Linked DNA regions of Pan troglodytes: region 1 is linked to region 2. Evidence: chromatin contacts called from public HiChIP or PLAC-seq data. All regions are on one chromosome and are shown on one strand. The core of a region is the stretch at or near the end of the contact, and the rest is flanking DNA. Distances in the headings are between cores, read along the strand shown. Region 1 holds the start of RBMS2 (RNA binding motif single stranded interacting protein 2). Region 2 holds the start of BAZ2A (bromodomain adjacent to zinc finger domain 2A).

Region 1 (2,775 bases), core at 120-2,619, 120 kb after region 2:
TTCTTCAGGATATAAACAAAATGAGTACCACACAGACTAAGCCCATAAATCAACATTAAGTGTTTTGGGTCTAAACATTTACCCACTGCATTGATCAGACACTTGTGTTTAAACCCACCTCTAATGGTCTCATTAGGCACATGAGAAAGCAGCAGGAATCGTTCCTCACCCTCCAACATTCCATTAGATGAGCAAAAGATTCCCTAAATGTCTATGTCACATTTTTTCTTCAAAGAACAGCTACGACACAAAGAGAGGGTAAAGCGTCTTCTTCCTGCTACAGCATGAAATTCCTCCTAATCAGTATGCTGTGCGCCCTGAAATGCCAGAAACTGCCAAATATATTCCTTGTCAAATATGGACAAGATTGTCCATCTCTCCCCATGTGCCCAAGGACAGCACAATTCTCTGGCAGCCATGGGTTAATCATAAAGACTCCTAGGATCACTGCAAAGTCTGGCTATCTGCAGAGGTCCAAGTATCAGTTCAAATACAAGATCCAAAGTATCACAGCGCTCTGTGCCTTAATCCCAAGGTGCGATGTCTCTCAAGACTCCTTCTCTATAGGCTGGGTGGGGTAGGATCTGTAGTCTAGAAGAGTATACCCAGCTCTTGATAAACTGTTGTGGTTTCTCTGACTATCTATGATTTCAGCTATCTAATACTACTGGTGGTATGGGTAGGAGGGAAGGTTGGGGAGAGAATGGAAACAGTTAATCAAAAAATAAAATAATCTTGTGGGGTGGGGTGGACTGGGGGACAGGGTCTGAAATGACATATTATCCTTGTGGAGATTGATACATCAGCAGGAAGTCAAACTAACTTCATTTCATAAGGATACAAACTTGCAAGCTTGATTTGTTTTTAATTCCCCTGTCTTTTCAGGCCTCGCAGAGACTGAAAGTTCCCTGAACTCCAGAACCAGTTGAGGAAAGATGCAGAAAGCAGTAGTGGAAAAGGGAGAAGCGCGGTGAGGAATTAGGAATCTTGAGAGAGGAAGCCCCTTCCCCTCTTTAAAAAGAATGTAAAAACCAAGGGCATTGCAAGATCCCCAGAAAAAGAAGTAGCTAGATACCAAAAAAGCGCTTTTCCCTACCTTCTTGTTGTTTCTATTGTAGCCAAAAGTCGAAATCCCGGGCCTGGAAGTCACGGATAGCAGCATTTTCTCTTTAATGTTAGGGAACGAGTGAGAGAGAGAGAGAGAGAGAAAGGGAGGGGGTAAGAAAGACGGGGAGGGAGGGAGGAGGGGAGCGAGGGAAAGGGGGAGAGGGAGGGAGGAAAAAAGGGAGGGGGAGGAGAAAGGAGGAGAAAAGGAGCAGGAGGAGAGAGATGAAGGGGGGCTGCGGGCAGAGAATGAGCTCGGGCTGCTCCTTTACGTCACTGAGAGAAGTTAACAGAGTCTGAATGAGGCAGAGGCACTTCCACTGGGTCCTAATGCCCAAGATGGTTTTTTTTGTTTGTTTTTCATAGTCTCAGGAGTTAAAGCTAGAAAGAAGAGTTCTTAGGTCTAACCCCTTTCAAATTTATCCCCTTTCCTCTATGAACAAGTTCCGATTCTCATATAAAGACAATGAGGGCTTTATTTCCACCCTTAGATCTCAGCTATAAGATTTCAAGGTTGATTTTAATGGGGCTCCTGAGACATTGCCTTGGAGAACACGCAAAAAAACAAACAAACAAAACAAACAAACAAAAAAAAAAACAGAGTTAGAGTGTGTGAGATAAGCTCAGGGCTTCCCCTACTTTACACTTACAGTGATTTTTTTTTTTTTTTTTTTTTTTTTTTTTTTTGAGACAGAGTTTTAGTCTGTCACCCAGGCTGAAGTGCAGTGGTGCAATCCCGGATCCAGCTCACTGCAGCCTCCACCTTCCGCAATTCTCCTGCCTCAGCCTCTCGAGTAGCTGGGATTACAGGTGACCACCACCACACCCAGCTGATTTTTGTATTTTTTAGTAGGGACGGGGTTTCGCCATCTTGGCCAGGCTGGTCTCGAACTCCTGACCTCAAGTGATCCACCCACTCAACCTCCCAAAGTGCTGGGATTACAGGCATGAGCCACCACCCCTGGCCCATTTATAGTGATCTTAATGTACAAAGGAACAAACAGAGGAACACACCAAAGAGCAGGGCTAAGCAAAACAGAGTATGGGGTATAACTAGTTTCAGATCCTTAGATGTGTTTCTCTTGGGTCATACCAATGGGCTGATGCCCCTCACTCCTATTTCAGATTCTCCGAGGAATGAGTTCATACTTAAGAAGGAATTATCAAACTGGACTATATCATGAAACTTGGTGCCTTGTCATTTCTCTAACAATTGCAGGCTATCTTATTTAACACTTTACCCTACTATTTCCTCATCTTTAAGATCCATGAAACTGAAACAATTACAGTAACTCACCAAACCTGGAGTTTATGTCTAAATTGAAGTCTACAGTTGGGATGTCTGCTTTGAGTTGTCTTTGAGCTGTTTAAAAAAAAAAAAAAAAACTTAAGAAGCATATGCTTCAACAGAATAAAAACACAAAATTCTTAGGAAGGAATACAAATTTCAGAGTCAAGAACCTAATAGAGTTGCAACACTTACCTCTACTAGTTTCCAAAGAATGTCTTTGTAGGCGTAACCTTAACAAGAAAGGAAACCAAAAACTTAAGAATGATATCCAGTAACCCCTACCAATCCAAGTGCAATAGGGATGTAAAATGAAAGCCTTCAAATCCCTTCATAAGGCCACCTTGCTGCCATCCTAAGTAGTTTCTTGAGATATAAATTAA
Region 2 (2,926 bases), core at 194-2,693:
CCCATGTGTTCTTAATTTGTACTGTATCATGTCTTGTAAATTTGATTTGTGAGGGAAATTTAAGCTTTCTAAGATGACATGAATTCATCACATTCTAACTGATGGCCTGAAGTGGTGAGGAATGTTACACGATGCAGAAAGTTGATATCCCTCCGCTTCTTACTCTTTTTTTTTTTCTCCCCCGTCATACAGGTGAATATGACCATCTCCCAGAACAGGCCTTCTATATGGTGGGACCCATTGAAGAAGCTGTGGCAAAAGCTGATAAGCTGGCTGAAGAGCATTCATCGTGAGGGGTCTTTGTCCTCTGTACTGTCCCTCTCCTTGCCCCGAACCCAAAAAGCTTCATTTTTCTGTGTAGGCTGCACAAGATCCTTGATTGAAGATATATTCTTTCTGAACAGTATTTAAGGTTTCCAATAAAATGTACACCCCTCAGAATTTGTCTGATTCTCTTGGTTCTGACAACATAGTCAACACTGAAGGGTTATGTATTTAATTTTAGTTTTAGAGACACGGTGTCTGGCTGTGTTGCCAAGACTGGTCTCTAACTCCTGGGCTCGAGATCTCCCACCTCAGTCTCCTGAGTAGCTGGGGCTACAGGTGTATGTAGTCTCACATCACCAGCACTGTTTTCAACAATTAGATTTTTAGAGTGGCTGTAAGAAGCAGTTTCAGCATGAAGTGGGCCATGTATGTTTGAAATTGGTCCTTAAAAATAGCCATTCTCTTTTGTTGATGGACAACCGTACCTCTTGTGAGGGGTTTCCTGTGGGTAGTGTGATCTTAGTAGGGCCTCAGTTTTGGGCCTTTTGTTCAATACAAATTGATTTTTTTTTTTTTTTTGGCCTCTATTCCATGTGGCACATCCCTACTTCTTGGTTAAAAATAGGCCTTTTTTGAAGGGCATATTGGGAAAAACTCGTTTTAGAAATAACTTATTTCCAGGGGTTAATCTGAGTTTAATGAATTAAATTTTCAAGAAATAGTGATGAAGAATACTGATCTTTGTTAAAATGTGATCAAAAGGGTTCTCTACATCTTGGTTAGGCCTTCATGTCTTCAGAAAGTGTACTTAACTACTTCCTGACATTTTGGGCAAGCCTAAATAAAAGTTGCTTGTGATTCCTTGAGGCTATGCAGAGGCATATAATACCATAAGGCCTAGTCCACCCTCTGTGAAGATCCCCTTATGAAAGTCCAGAAAAGATAATCTTACAAGGGAATAGCAATTTTCAGAGTTGCTGGCTTGGGCTTCTAAACTAATGAAGTTAGGTTATTTTCCCTTCATTTTAGCCGACTGAGAGGTGCAGGGGTAGAAGGTATATTTCACCATTTCAATTTAAAAGAAGCGTGCAAGGTCAGATTGGGTTCCTCTTGTGTTCTTTTCCGGGACCAGACCCATCCTACTGCCCTCTCGCGGTAGCACTGGAGACTCTGCAAGAACTCTGATCCCATTTTCAAATCCATGAAGGCCATTTGCTGGGATGTGGCTCTCAGTTAAAGACTGTTTACAGACCAGCTGGGGCTTTTGTCCTGGGGAGGAGCCTGTATCTACAAGCTCCACCCGCTGAGTCCATCAAGTTAGGTAGAAGCTGGGCGGGGACAAGCTGAGCTCCAATTCAGAGGCCCCTGGGGGCTGAAGGTTGGGGAGGGCTTTTGGCGCGGGGCCAGGGGTGGAGTAGGGGCCTCTAAGCTTCCTTCCATCTGCCTATGACGTCCTTGGCAGCAGCCTCTCCCGCAGTCTCTCCTGTGTCATGATCTGGACAGAAGGTGGAGCCCCTGAGCTGCTTGTGCTGGTAGTTTGCTCCTAGAAAAGCTGGGATTTGGGGAAATGCTGAGTTATGGGGGTGGGGACACTTCCTCTAGGTCCTGACTCTGGAGTGGGTAAGAAGCTGGTAGAAAAAGCCCTAGGGTACAGGTCAGCCCTTTCTGCTTTGTTTTCTCACGTCACCCGATACAGACCTGGGAACTGAAATCCTAAAGGTCTTTTGCACCCCTCCACCCCTTCCCCCAACATGTTCACGTCCTTCAGCGTTTATCGAGAACCTTCTCCCTCTCAGTAGCTGCAACTATTTGTTTCCTTCCCCCTTTGCCGGCCTCTTCTACCATGCCACTGGAGTGTCAACACAGCTCTCTAACCTTCCTCCATATTTCTCCTGGTCTGCCCTGTCCTCGCCTCCTCCCTCTCTCCACCCAGAGAAAGCCCCGCCCTTCCCTCCTCCCTCCCCACCCCAGTCTGTCACACAGGGACATCACCCTACAGCAGTTCAGGCTGTGTGGTTCGCAGGAAGCATACACTGGCTTTTTGATTCTTGCTAGTTCCCAGCTCACAGTTTGGGAGGATCCAACACCAACCTTTACGTGAAGTGGGGGCCCAAGGACAGTGAGGAGCTGGGTGGTCCCAGCCTGGAGCTGTGCCAGCCTGACATGGGTGAGTATGGGGACCAGCCCCGGGGAAGGCCTGAGGGATGCCTACTCCCTCCCTGGCTGACTCAGCAGGGGTGGGGCCTAACCTTTGCTCATTTGGGGGTTGAAGGAGAGGAAACAGGACTCTGGGGGACGGGGGGCACAGGGCTCAGCTAGCGAGGCTGCCGACCACGGGATCCTGAGTATGGGCAAGCCCCAGTTCTAAGGAAGAGCCTGAGACGCATCTTAGGCCAGGGCTTTCCCAGCCCCCTCCCCGCCGCCCCGTGGAGGATTGCCCCTTCTCCTCCCCATTTAAGCTGTTGAGATTCAAGGAAATTTTGACAGTACTCACTGCTAGCCCCCACAAAAGTAAAGCCGGCTTTTGGCAGTGCTGGAAGGTCTTTAAAATGCCTCCCCTCCCTCTCATTTTTCTAAGGCCTTTTAAGTCTGTCTTCTCTCCTCCCCCACCTTGACCCACCTTCAGGTGGGGGCTGCACTGAGCAGCTGCTTCCTGTTG

What was found. HiChIP or PLAC-seq counts read pairs in DNA pulled down with a chosen protein or histone mark.
Region 1: a contact with region 2 is called in an H3K4me3 HiChIP or PLAC-seq map of stem cell-derived excitatory neurons, with 3 times the contacts expected there. The contact joins the promoter of RBMS2 here to the promoter of BAZ2A in region 2. A contact is called at or near these places in 1 of 7 Hi-C or Micro-C datasets (stem cell-derived neural progenitor cells) and 1 of 1 datasets of contacts at active chromatin or transcription factors (stem cell-derived excitatory neurons).

Annotation. Positions count from the first base shown.
Region 1 is chr10:39,490,702-39,493,476 of NHGRI_mPanTro3-v2.0_pri, forward strand. It overlaps RBMS2 (RNA binding motif single stranded interacting protein 2), which reads right to left and starts at 1,370. Exons shown (of 13, transcript XM_009425104.4): 1 at 1,097-1,370. The coding sequence starts at 1,162.
Region 2 is chr10:39,375,031-39,377,956 of NHGRI_mPanTro3-v2.0_pri, forward strand. It overlaps BAZ2A (bromodomain adjacent to zinc finger domain 2A), which reads left to right and starts at 1,444. Exons shown (of 32, transcript XM_063786535.1): 1 at 1,444-1,799; 2 at 2,323-2,434. ATP5F1B (ATP synthase F1 subunit beta) reads left to right here. Exons shown (of 11, transcript XM_009425096.5): 11 at 193-441. The coding sequence ends at 293.